Linked DNA regions of Gossypium hirsutum: all the other regions are linked to region 2. The links are chromatin contacts, called in public Hi-C maps. All regions are on one chromosome and are shown on one strand. Each heading gives the region's core, a stretch centred on a gene start, on an enhancer-like site or on the middle of the called end of the contact. The rest is flanking DNA. Distances are from core to core; before and after follow the strand shown.

Region 1 (3,852 bases), core at 1,200-3,699, 45 kb before region 2:
AGGGTCATGCAACTCTTCTTGATGTATTAAGCCAACTTGGGCGTCAGGAATTGAATTGATTACTAAGGAATCTGGTGAAGTTCCAGAACCTGAATACTTGTTATCTATTGCTCTTCCAGATGATTCAGCCACTGCATTTGGCTTACTCACAAGGTAATCACCTAAAGCATCTTCAGCAGACTTTTTAAGATATTCAGCACTTCCTGAAACATTGTTTGTTAGTTTTAAATCCATAAAAGAAGCATCTAAGCATGTTTTCACCTTTTCTTGGTCCTCCTTGTTCAGAAACTGCCTTTCAATACCCAGTTCCCCTACTTTATCTTCAGCAACATTGGCTAATTTTGGAAATTGTAGACCTGTTCCCTTTCCATAAATACTAAAAGAAGTGTCAACAGAAACCGGCAGATTAACAACTTCCGCAACCACACTATTCAGATTACTTGGTCCAACCCCCTTGCCCACTTTAATCCTAAAGCGCAAGCAACTGGTTGAAGATTTACTTAGCCCACCTGACCCTTTTATGCTTTGACCAGACTGATCTTTGCAACTTTTCCTGCTTCCTTGGCCATCCCTAGCATTGGATGGTTTTTGATTCTGCACTTCATTAAACTCAGGGTCATCACATGGCTCAAGAAATTGTGTAATATTACTGAACAATTCCTGGATGGAAGAACGACCAGGTCTGGATGAACAGCTTCTCTTCCTTCTTGAAGCTCTAAAATGAAGTTCAATACTTTCAGGTGGCCGTTGCAGCTTGTTCCTGCAGTTCCTAGTTTTTGCATTAGTCTTTTGACTAGACTTATCTTTTCGGCCACCCCTTCTAGAAGAGGAAGATTCTGTAGGATGATGTTTAACTTCTGAAACACAATCAGCCTTGACAACAACCTTCCCTTCATTTTGCCTTTGTCCACAAAAGTCAATTGAACTGCTAGAATTAAGTGCAGCATAAGCACCCTTTGTCAGACAATCAGGTGGATCCAACCTTCCAGACAAACCATTTTCAACAATATCAAATGGATGACAAGACAATGAAACTAACTTATCACAAAGAGAGTTTTCACTGAGCTCAAAAGAATCCCCTGCATTCATTATTTCACTTGAAGTCTCAACTTTTGCACCAGCAGCAATGCCAGTCCTCTCCTCGGAAACCTTTGCAACACTATCTCCTGATAGAACGATAAAATTCTTATTGTCAGTTTGTGCATTCTGCTTTGTGCACAATGATTCAGCGCTATGTAATGTCTCAAATGAACTTGCACAACCCTTTGAAGCCAATAACTCACTATATGTATCACCAATACTTTTAGTTTCTACAGCTTTATTAAAACCTTCCAATGAGAAATCTCTGCTACTCATTTCATCTTTCTGGTTCAGCCAGTCACAACTACTTACTGAATCACCTGACCCTTGTAAACTGGAAAGTGTCTGGGCACAACATATAGCTGATATCTCACTGCTCGTAACAGATTTTATCATGGATGAAGCACAATTTTTCCAATCAAGAAGAGGACCTCTGACAATGTTGTTATCATTCTGGCCATTTTGTTGGGCACAGCCACTCCTGCAACCAGCAATGGCTATTGATTCTAAAGTCAAGTTACTATCCTTAACAGATTGAATTCTGTTGCAAATTTCAGTCTCAATCTCTGTACCACTGCTCAAACAAGCAGAATATTCATCCTGAGACAAGCCTAAGGATCCATTAATGGCAGTTGGAACATATTTACCTGAAAATAATCTGTTTTCCAAGCACAGCTGATCATTTTCTGAATTATGAACATCAATCTTACCTTGACTTACATTCAAACAAGCCACGTGATCCTCAATCCTAGCACCCAACAATTCCTTTAAACCAGAACAATCTACATTTTCACAATGATTTTCACATGAATAGCCTGCACTGTCACCATCACTTTCACCCCGGTTTTCTTCCAAATAAATCACAGTATCATCATACCTATTTCCAGTAGAATCCCCACTAGAATCACTGATAATGCAATCCCGTGGCTCAGGAACAAGGTTTTCCATTGACTCGGAGCATGAATGTTGCTCTGCAGAAGCAACTACACTCAAAGGTTCGTTAACCAATGCCGTACTCTCGCACAAACACATCTCAGTTCTTCCCAAACCAAATATCAACAAAGCAGCAAACTCATTGCTTCAACCTAAATAATAAAAGAACAAAAAAACAACTCCAATAATAAAATCAAGTATATCCCCCACACCAAAACAATGCACCCCCCCCCCCAAGTTCACCGCAAAAGAATCACTGCCTATTTTCCCCTTACCAAAACATTCCCAGTAAGAACTTTATAAAAGGTTTTTAAATATAACCTTCTCGAAGCGCGCTTTCTCTGAGGAGAAACCCGAAAAACCCTAGAATCCCTTTCTCTGCGTAATGCAAAAACCCTTAATCTCAGAATCAGAATATAAACATTAATGCAGACAGAAAGACATAAGTGAAAAGGGGGAAAAACTGAGAATACAATGTAATAGTTAACCGTTGAAGAAAAAATAAAATTAAGGAAAGGCAAAAAAAAAAAACCTATTATAGTAGAGAGGAGAGGAGACGAAGCAGGCCGTTGAAGAAGAAAATCTCGCATTCTTTTTAGAGAGAATGAGAGTGAATTCGGTGGCGCCGCGAAGTGCTTATTTATATTCCTTTTTTGGCCTTTTGGATAATAACAATGTTTTAAAAAATAAACCATAAAGCCAACAAACAACGTAATAGAAGTGATTTGTGTTTTAAAATTAGGGTTTGAATTTTGTGATTGTTGTCTTCCTATGAATCAAAACGGAAGTTATTTTATAGCAGTTTTTTAGTAGATAAATAATGGCTAATATATTAGAAAGGACTAATAATAAATTTAGTCCCTAATGTTTGTATGTTTTATCATAATAGTCTTAATTGTATATTTGAACTCTCTTAGCCATTAACTTTTTTTTTAAGGTTTTAATCTTTCGTACTTTTGTTTACCGAGATATTTTCTAGTGAGTTAAATTTTTTTATTATTATTTTTCATGTGTTATCTTATTAGATTATCTAAGTAATAAATTATATCTCATTAAAAATATTCCAAATATGAAATTCCATATCATCCCTGTTAACTTTTTTAATGGTATTTTTATTAAATTTGTTAGAAAAAGTAGATTGAAAAAAAGAACAAAGATTGATGGCCAAAAATGCTTAAAAATATAATTAAGGCTATTTTGACAAAACATGTAAACGTCAGTAGCCAAATTTGTCATTCAACCTATTAAAAAACACCTGAAATATTATACAATATTTTATATTTTTTTAATTAAATTAAATTAATACGTGATCTTACTTATTTAATATTTAATTAAATTTTTTAATATTATATTTTTAATTGCTGGAATCGATGTAAAACAATATTTCTTGTTTGAATTATATAATTACAATATATTAACTTATCAATTTAAATATTATAATAAGAAATTTTTCAAAGGCATTTTTAACGTATTTAACTTACAATTAATTTTACTTTATGTAATTAATGCAAAATAACATTATTCAAAATAATAACATAATAAACTCTATTCAAGTAATAACTACATTTTACATCAATAAAATTAGCACATATTTTTTAAATTTTAAATTTAGCACAATTTTTAACATCAAAATCTTTTAACTAATAATTAAAATTTAAATTTTATAATTATAATTATAATTATAATTATCATAATTTTTTTCCTATACTTTATGCTTAAAATTTCATTTAAATATTAACTCTATTTTTAAATTAGCATAAACTTTATAACTAATAATTGTCAATGGAATTATAATTATTTTAAATGCATTCTTATCAGAACTTCTATTAAATTGTAATT
Region 2 (4,168 bases), core at 726-3,225:
ATGACTATTTTATTATGTATATATATTTTACTTAATACTTACTTGTGCTTTCGACCGTTGGTCTAATAGAAGTCGTATATCTTCAAGAGATGTGGGTATTCCAACATAACTTGCCGAATGGTTTTACCTAATTAAATAATTTTTTAGCATACAATCATATTTTAAATCTACGTAATAATTGTAAAATCTAATATAAAATTTACCTCGTTATTAGTGGGAATGTATAAGGGTGGTTCACTCGAAGACGTAAAAATGGAAAGCGAAACCGTGCCAATGATTGCAGTAGTGATAAACATCCTCTGATTTTGGCTTTATTCGGTCGCGTCGCCCCGCACATCTCCTGGTACAATGTTGCTAACACGACAGACCCCCAACTTAATTCACCTGCTGCTCTAAAATCAACGAGTTTCAGCAGCCATCATAGATGTACGTGGTTTCGTGACAAGTCCGGCATCAGATAACCTCTAATCATCTCAAGAATGTATTCCCGAACATATCGTATTCTTTCTAATTCAGTCGAATCATTATCCGGCTCTAAAAATGTGTCTCGTAACCAGTTCATCTCGATCCGACCTCCGTTAATATTATCCGACATAGCACCCAAAAGCTCATAGCATATGAACTCCCCAATCAGCAGATTGAGCGGGCCCGGTGACTGCGTACCCATCGACCGGCAATCCCAATTGCAATTGCACGTCTTCTAGAGTGATAGTATACTCTCCGCATGGAAGATGGAAAGTGTGCGTCTTGGGTTTCCACCTCTCTATCAACTCGCTGATTAGTTTCGGGTCCAACTTGCACCCCTGGCCTATCGTGGCCACGTGCCAAAAACCCGCTTCCTGCAGGTAATTCTCTATGAACGGCGATGGAGGATCAGACATATTATAGATATATCATTACAACACCCGATCTACAGACTGTTATAAAAAGATTATAAAATAAATATTAATTAAAATTGCATAAATGAAAAAAAACTATTCAAAAATTAATTAAACTTATCACTTACTATTGTCATTTGATCGACGGAGATGTGTTTCGTATCGAGATGAATTAATTCTCCGGCCATTGCTAACGCGATCGAATATTTTTACAATTTAAAAAATAAAACTAATTCAAAAAAATTTAAATAGAGCTTTTTTGCAAAATTAAAAAGAGCTTTGACAAGAATTGAGATAAATTTGAGAGAATTTAGAGAGAATTTAGAGAGAATTGTGAGAAGACTATTGTGTGAAAAAATGAAAAGGGGGAGGGGCATTTTATAGTTTTTTTTGACCGTTAGAGTTCAAGCGGTCAAGTGACCGTTGGGGGCGGGACAAAATGCTCCCCTAGAGATGCGTTTTGCTGACACGTCTCCTGACTTTACGCTGACGTAAACGTACTATCAGAAAAAATAACTTTTTTCGATAAATAATTAAAAAATCAACCTATTTTAATAAATAATGATATAAAAGAGCTTTTTTTTAATAAATTGCCATGTAATACTTTTATCGCATTCATGGTGGATGTAAAAGTAGAAAATTTTTAATACCAAAATTCAAAATTCAAAATCCAAAATGCAATTTGTTTTCCTATAAATTGAATTGGAGCCGATAGAAATTGTGAGCTGACGGGATGAATAACTAAGATCTGTTGGGCAAAGAATAGAAGGAATGTTTGAGTTAGCATCTAAAAGGAAAATCAGCGCTTGAACCTGAACAAAAAGCAAATAATATCACTTCAAAAAAATCAAAAAAGACAAAAAGATCTCTAACGTTTTCCACTTTGGGTATTATCCAACAATACTTGATATATTCCCTTGTTGTCCACAAAAAATTCTTTGCTAGACAGATATACCATTGCCGACTTTAATTATAATTTTTCCCTATGGTGGAATGTCTTACGTGTGCCACATGGCTGTCTTCGACATTGAAAGGTTATCTCCGGTGACCGGACATTCATCGTCCTTCAACTTCCATATAAAGAGCAAAGTCTTCGGGTTTGGGTTCGGATTCGGGTTGAAGCGGAAATTGGCGATAAGGAAATGGCCGAAGCTTAAAGTGAAGGCGGAGTTATCCAAGTCTTTCTCTGTCAATCTCGGTTTGGATTCCCAGGTTTTTTCTTCTTATTTTCTCTCACTTAATTCTTTTTCACTTTCCTCTCACTTTGTTTTCTTTTTTTTTTTCCTGCCTTTTATGTTAGTTTCAATCGTATTTTGTTATTGAAACAAATATTACTCGGTTGTAATGACTGGCATAGTCTTAGGCCTGGTGTTATCTAATTTGTTGGAAATACTCTGATTTTGATTTGTATAGACATTGCAATTGCTCCTGCTTTTAGTTTAAGAACCGTAAGGGCAATGCTGATCTATGGCTTCTATATGTTCTATATGAGCTTCGATTCCTGGTTCCAGTTTTGTTCTATAAATTATTTGTTTATGCAATTTCTCAAATTTAAGATTTTTATGATAGTTCATGCTTCATACCTGCTTAAAGTAGGAAAGCCTGGCTACTTCTATGGCAACTAGTTGATGCAATGGACTGCGTCTGCATTTAAGTATTTAAGTATTGTCTGCTTTGGAGAAGACTGTCCTCACGGTTTTGCCATTTGAGAAAAAGTGTCTCATGAGGGGAAGGTGGTTATTTGCTTTATGTAGCCATAGTCTAATCCTTAGCTAGTTGATGTAGGATAGTTCCCCCCCTCCTTTATGTAAGAAGCTTGGCAATATCTGAATGAGCTGAATGTGGGTTCCTGCTTTGTTGTATGAAGTATTGTTTGTGCAATATCTCAATTTTAGAATTTGTATAATAGTTCATACCTCTTCTAAGTAAGAAAAGCCTAGTCATTCCTATTGCTGCTAACATGGTGTGATTTTTTACTTTCACTGAATTAGCTGATTATGATCCTTGTCATTGTTTCTGTTAAAATACGCACTAATAAATTTGTTCCTGAATATGCCATTAAGGTCTATTTGGTATGAACAAAAGAGCTGGAAGTAGCTTTAAAAAAGGAAGAAAGGTCTCTTGATTCTCTCAAGCATTTTACTGAAATCATGCTGGATTAAATACAGTGATTATTGATATTCTGTTGTGACATCCAATCCATGTCCTCCTGTGAATTAACCACATTCTTTATGCATATCTGCGGAGCATAATGAAACAGCAACAATAATTGGTCAATATTATCCTTCTCTAAGCTTTTTTAATGCCTTGTCTTCATCTTTTTTTGTTTATCCTCGATGTCCATTTAACAGTCTATGTTTGGGGTTCATGGCTGCCCCTCTCAACAATGCATCTCCAAGGTCCTTGAGAGTGCAATGTGCCTTACCATTGCATCCAACGCTTGTTGGTGCCTTGTTTCTGTCTTTAGATGCCAATAATTTGTATCAATACATTTGAGTTACATTGCTGCTCTTCCCCCCCCCCCCCAACACCACCACACAACAAAATTTTAGACTGTTTTTGTTAGCTGTGTTTAATGTCTATTTTCCATAGAGAAGAAATTGGATTCTCTTTTCTTGCATCATCTGACACTGCTTTATCTGGATTAGAAAACTGCCCAGTCTCATGATGTATCACAATTACGGTGGATTGGTCCAGTTCCTGGGGATATTGCAGAAGTTGAGGCTTATTGTAGAATATTTAGAGCAGCTGAAAGGCTCCATACCGCTTTGATGGAGACTCTATGCAATCCACTAACAGGCGAATGTAGTGTTTCATATGATTTCACACCAGAGGAAAAACCAGTGGCAGAGGATAAGATTGTGTCTGTGCTTGGTTGCATGCTATCTCTTTTGAACAAAGGAAGAGAAGATGTTCTTTCTGGAAGAGTTTCAGTTATGAATACTTTTCGCATGGCAGATATGCGTGTTATGGAGGATAAGCTTCCACCACTTGCTCTTTTCAGGAGTGAGATGAAGAGGTGTTGTGAGAGCTTACATGTCGCTCTTGAGAACTATTTGACACCTGATGATTATCGAAGTCTGCATGTTTGGAGGAAGTTGCAAAGGTTGAAGAATGCTTGTTACGATTTGGGTTTTCCACGCAAGGATAACCATCCATGCCATACATTGTTCGCCAACTGGCAATCTGTTTGTTGGTCCACCTCTAAAGAAGAGGTAGAGTCAAAAGATTGTGAAATAGAATTTTGGAGGGTGGTCAAGTGACAGAGGAAGGTCTGAAGTGATTGATTG
Region 3 (4,009 bases), core at 478-2,977, 59 kb after region 2:
CTATGAAATCTTCATTTTGAGCAACACCATTGACATAGAGTGACCCATGATGAACCTGCATAGTATCAAAGGAAAATAATTCAGAAGAAGAAGAGCCTTCAGCATTACGTTGCCACAAGTAGGTTTCTTTTTAGCAGTTTGGATTGAGACACTGTGCTGCAGATATTAGGATCTATACGAGTAAATGTCTAAATGAATAAAGGAGCTTCAAAAGCTTTCCCTAAAGAGATAAAAAATGTATAAATGGAGAAAACTGGTTACAGAATCAGTAATACCTGAACCACATCTCCACCTTTTGCTACAATTCTCTTAATAAGAACAGCATCCTTCCCAAACCCAGTCTCCTATAGCCACAAAATGAAGATAAGAATACTTAGTTGAAGTTTTCTATCAGGTGCCAACAATTAGGCAGTTCTATACTACTATGTTGCTACGACTCTTTGTTCTTCTTGAAGTATTTATGTTCAATGCATATATGAATAACATAGGTATGGGGTATAAGTATAACCCATCAAGAACACTCCAAAAATATGGAAAATCATAGAAACAAATTGAACATACCTGGGTTAAACACATAGTAATACAGCCATACGAAACCAACAAACCTGCTCTGGGGGTCGGAATGTGACGATATCATTTATTGCAGGACTCCTAAAAAAGTACGAGGCCTGCACAAGTTGTAAAGTGAAAAACTAAAATGAGAATAAGCAACATTATGGTGCATATAAGCAAATCAGAATCATTACTCTTAAGTCAATCATGATGCATACTATTACTATGCAAGAATGGCATAATGACGGAGCTCTTTTAAATTTGCATTAGTGTGAAGAAGATTAAGGGAAAAACAGGGTTTGTTTGCAGATTAGGAAAGGACGTTTCCATTTCATTTAATTTTCCCCTTAAGGTCAATCGATTCCTGAGAAAAGTGTAGGGTAAGCAAATCCATCTTTGGACACAACATTCGTGAAACATCCCTGATAAGAATGCCATTGAATAGTGAATGAAATAAATGAAATAACTTTAAATCACGTTCTAGTTCAAGTAGCCACTGTACTCGGCAAATTCAGAAAAATTACTTCCTAGAAATTCAAAAAACACGAAATGATTGCATGATGAACCAAAATTTGAGATCATCCACAGAATTAAATCAGAAGAAATGGGATAAGACAGCTACAGATGATCATGATTTCTAAAGCTAAAAACCCCTAAACTGAGTTGAACTGCAAAGATCGTAGTATTAACCACCATTAAACGAACAAAACCATCAAGATAATAATAATAATAATATTATTATTATTATTTACCTTTTCGACAATGATTCGATCACCAACACGAAGAGTAGGGTACATAGAAGAAGAAGGAATGAAACGAATCTCAGAAAAGGTGGACCATAAAAGAGCTATGACTAAGAACCTAAAGAAGCCATCGAAACCAGGCCATCTAAGGAAACCCCAACTCTGGCAAGGCATCCATCGTCGCGAAGGGAAGGTTATAAATGACTTGTACAAAGCACATGGTCTCAGAAAACTCATCGTCCCCAAAATGCAAATGATCGAAAACAAAAAAGAAAAAAAAAGGTTGAAGCTCAGCACTTAAAAGTTTACTTGGAAAGAGAGTGGAAGGGGGGCGGGTGGTTGTCAAAGAGGCTGCTTTGACTAGACTTTGCCTTGGAGAGGAAGATTCATTATCGAGAGACACTGAGTTGAATTGTAGTGGTATGAAACATTGACCCCAGCTTTACTCGAGCCCATTTAAACCGTTGTGCCAAAAATTTAAATATTCTAATAAAAATTGAAACTTCGATTTTATGAACTCATAAATTTTTTTTTATAGATGAGGGAAGGGGTTGTCAGCATTTGAACCCAACAACTCAACTCATACATTAAACTTATAATTTAATATTTTTATACACTATATAATAATTAAACCTTCCTACAAATAAGAAATTGATTAGATATGAAGTCATAATTAAATACGAAAATTTTAATAAATAATTTATTGAATAAATTTATAGTTCTAAAAGTCACATAAAATAACAGCTGCGATGTAATAAAAGTTACAATTGTGTCTTTTATCTATTAGATAACATTTGTGACATTTTTTAAAACATAGCCCAACTTAAATTTGCCACAACCGTTTTGCATAATGCTTATGATGGCAGTTCACCATCCTCAACGAAATCTACACTGCTATTTAGAATTACAAGTGAACTCATTTCAGAACTTAGTGGAATAGTTTATCCAACAAAGAATTGGAATAGTTGTGCTGTTGCTGATGGTGTCCAATGCCTTCTTTAGTTGTGGAAGGGTTGTCAGCATTTGAACCCAACAACTAAACTCATACATTAAACTTAAATTTTAATATTTTTGTACACTATATAATCATAATTAAACCTTACTAAGAGCAAGAAATTGTTTAGTTATGAAATTATAGTTAAATAGGAACATTTTGATAAATAATTTACAGGATGAACTCATAGTTCTAAAAGTCACACAAGGTAATAGCTGCGATGTAATAAAAGTTACAATTGTATCTTTTATCCATTAGGCAACATTTGTGACATTTCTTAAAACATAGCCTAACTTAAATCTGCCACAATCGCTGCGCATAATGCTTATGATGGCAGTTCACCATCCTTCACGAAATCTGCATAGCTATTTAGAACTGCGAGTGAACTCATCTTAGAAGTAAGTGGAACAATTTATCCAACAAAGAACTGGAATAGTTGTGTTGTTGTTGATGGTGTCCAATGCCTTCTTTAGTCATGGAAGAAATCTGAAGGTATTGAAGGAGGGCAATACTTCTTTACAACACATTGATACTGTGCCAAAAAAAAAAGGAAATTTTGATATTTTTATACACTATATAATAATAATTAAACCTTACTGAAAATAAGAAATTGTTTAGATATGAAGACATAGTTAAATAGGAAAATTTTGATAAATAATTTAGAAGATGTACTCATGGTTATAAAAGTCACACAAAGTAACAGTTGCAATGTAATAAAGTTACAATTGTGTCTTTTATCCATCAAGTAACATTTGTGACATTTCTTGAAACATAGCCCAACTTAAATTTACCACAACTGTTGTGCATAATGCTTGTGATGGCAGATCACCATCCTCAACGAAATCTGCACAACTATTTAGTACTATGAGTGAACTCATCTTAGAACTGAGTGGAACAGTTGATAGCAAGTTAATTTTGTGCTTTTAATATTTTATTTTTAGCTAATTTTTGAATAAAATGCTACCAAGCTTGTGTCTTTCTTATCAATGATAAAATTGGAATATCAAAATTTAAAAATAAATAAAATAGGCTAAATTGAAACGAAAAGCAATGAAGAGGCCCATGTTGAAGAATTGATGAATTAATGGTTGACTGGTTGAAATCAAATTTTTATTTCGAAATTGTCAAAATTCTATGAATTGTATGAATATGATTTTTTGTTGATATTTTTAGGAAAAAAATCTTACTAAATTTAGTATGAGAAATGTATATAAATATTTAGTGTTAGTGGCCTTTGAAAACACACTTGCAAATTGAATGAACTTTATTCCTTTCTTTTCTTTCACATGACAAAGCTAAGTGCAGACATTCTGCCATTCTTTTTCCATTTCTTTATTTTGGTTAAATTTATTCTTAAGTCCCTTTCTCTTTCCACCTTTCACCATTTTCATTTAAAATCATTTTCATACACCAACTAGCATGATTAATCTCATGCTTTACTAAGTCCCTTTTAGCTTTAACTCGATTATCACTCCAACAAAAAAATTATAGGATATGAACCCGCACTAAAAAAATTTCAACACGGTATTCGCTATCTCTCCAGTATATAGGATAGTATAAGTTTGTTCCTTAAAGTTAATTCAATTTCAATTCAAAAATCATAAGTTAGGTTGGAGTTGTTTGGCGTACAGTTGGGAAAACGAGTTGGTGTTTGCCAAGTTCGAATTCTCATGAACAAATTGGTGTGTCCAAGTGGGTAAGGGTTAGTTAGACCTCCATC

What was found. Hi-C and Micro-C count contacts between places; a contact is called where the count stands out from the background.
Region 1: a Hi-C map of fibers shows a contact between it and region 2, with 4 times the contacts expected there. The contact joins two enhancer-like sites. A contact is called at or near these places in 6 of 34 Hi-C or Micro-C datasets (fibers, hypocotyl and leaf).
Region 3: a Hi-C map of seedling shows a contact between it and region 2, with 2.0 times the contacts expected there. The contact joins the promoter of LOC121229516 here to the enhancer-like site in region 2. A contact is called at or near these places in 5 of 34 Hi-C or Micro-C datasets (leaf and seedling).

Annotation. Positions count from the first base shown.
Region 1 is chrA05:24,716,863-24,720,714 of Gossypium_hirsutum_v2.1, reverse strand. It overlaps the pseudogene LOC107960390. Among protein-coding and RNA genes, the nearest start is that of LOC107960389, 18 kb to the left of the region's middle. Within about 2 kb of position 2,449, at least 2 of the 9 cell types and tissues checked have an H3K27ac peak or open chromatin away from gene starts, as enhancers often do. A contact at or near this core is called in fibers, where this site is marked.
Region 2 is chrA05:24,671,313-24,675,480 of Gossypium_hirsutum_v2.1, reverse strand. It overlaps the pseudogene LOC107960391. Among protein-coding and RNA genes, the nearest start is that of LOC107960392, 10 kb to the right of the region's middle. Within about 2 kb of position 1,975, at least 5 of the 9 cell types and tissues checked have an H3K27ac peak or open chromatin away from gene starts, as enhancers often do. A contact at or near this core is called in fibers, where this site is marked.
Region 3 is chrA05:24,612,448-24,616,456 of Gossypium_hirsutum_v2.1, reverse strand. LOC121229516 (chloroplast processing peptidase) reads right to left here and starts at 1,727. Exons shown (of 6, transcript XM_041114082.1): 1 at 1,305-1,727; 2 at 606-668; 3 at 276-344; 4 at 1-55. The coding sequence starts at 1,532.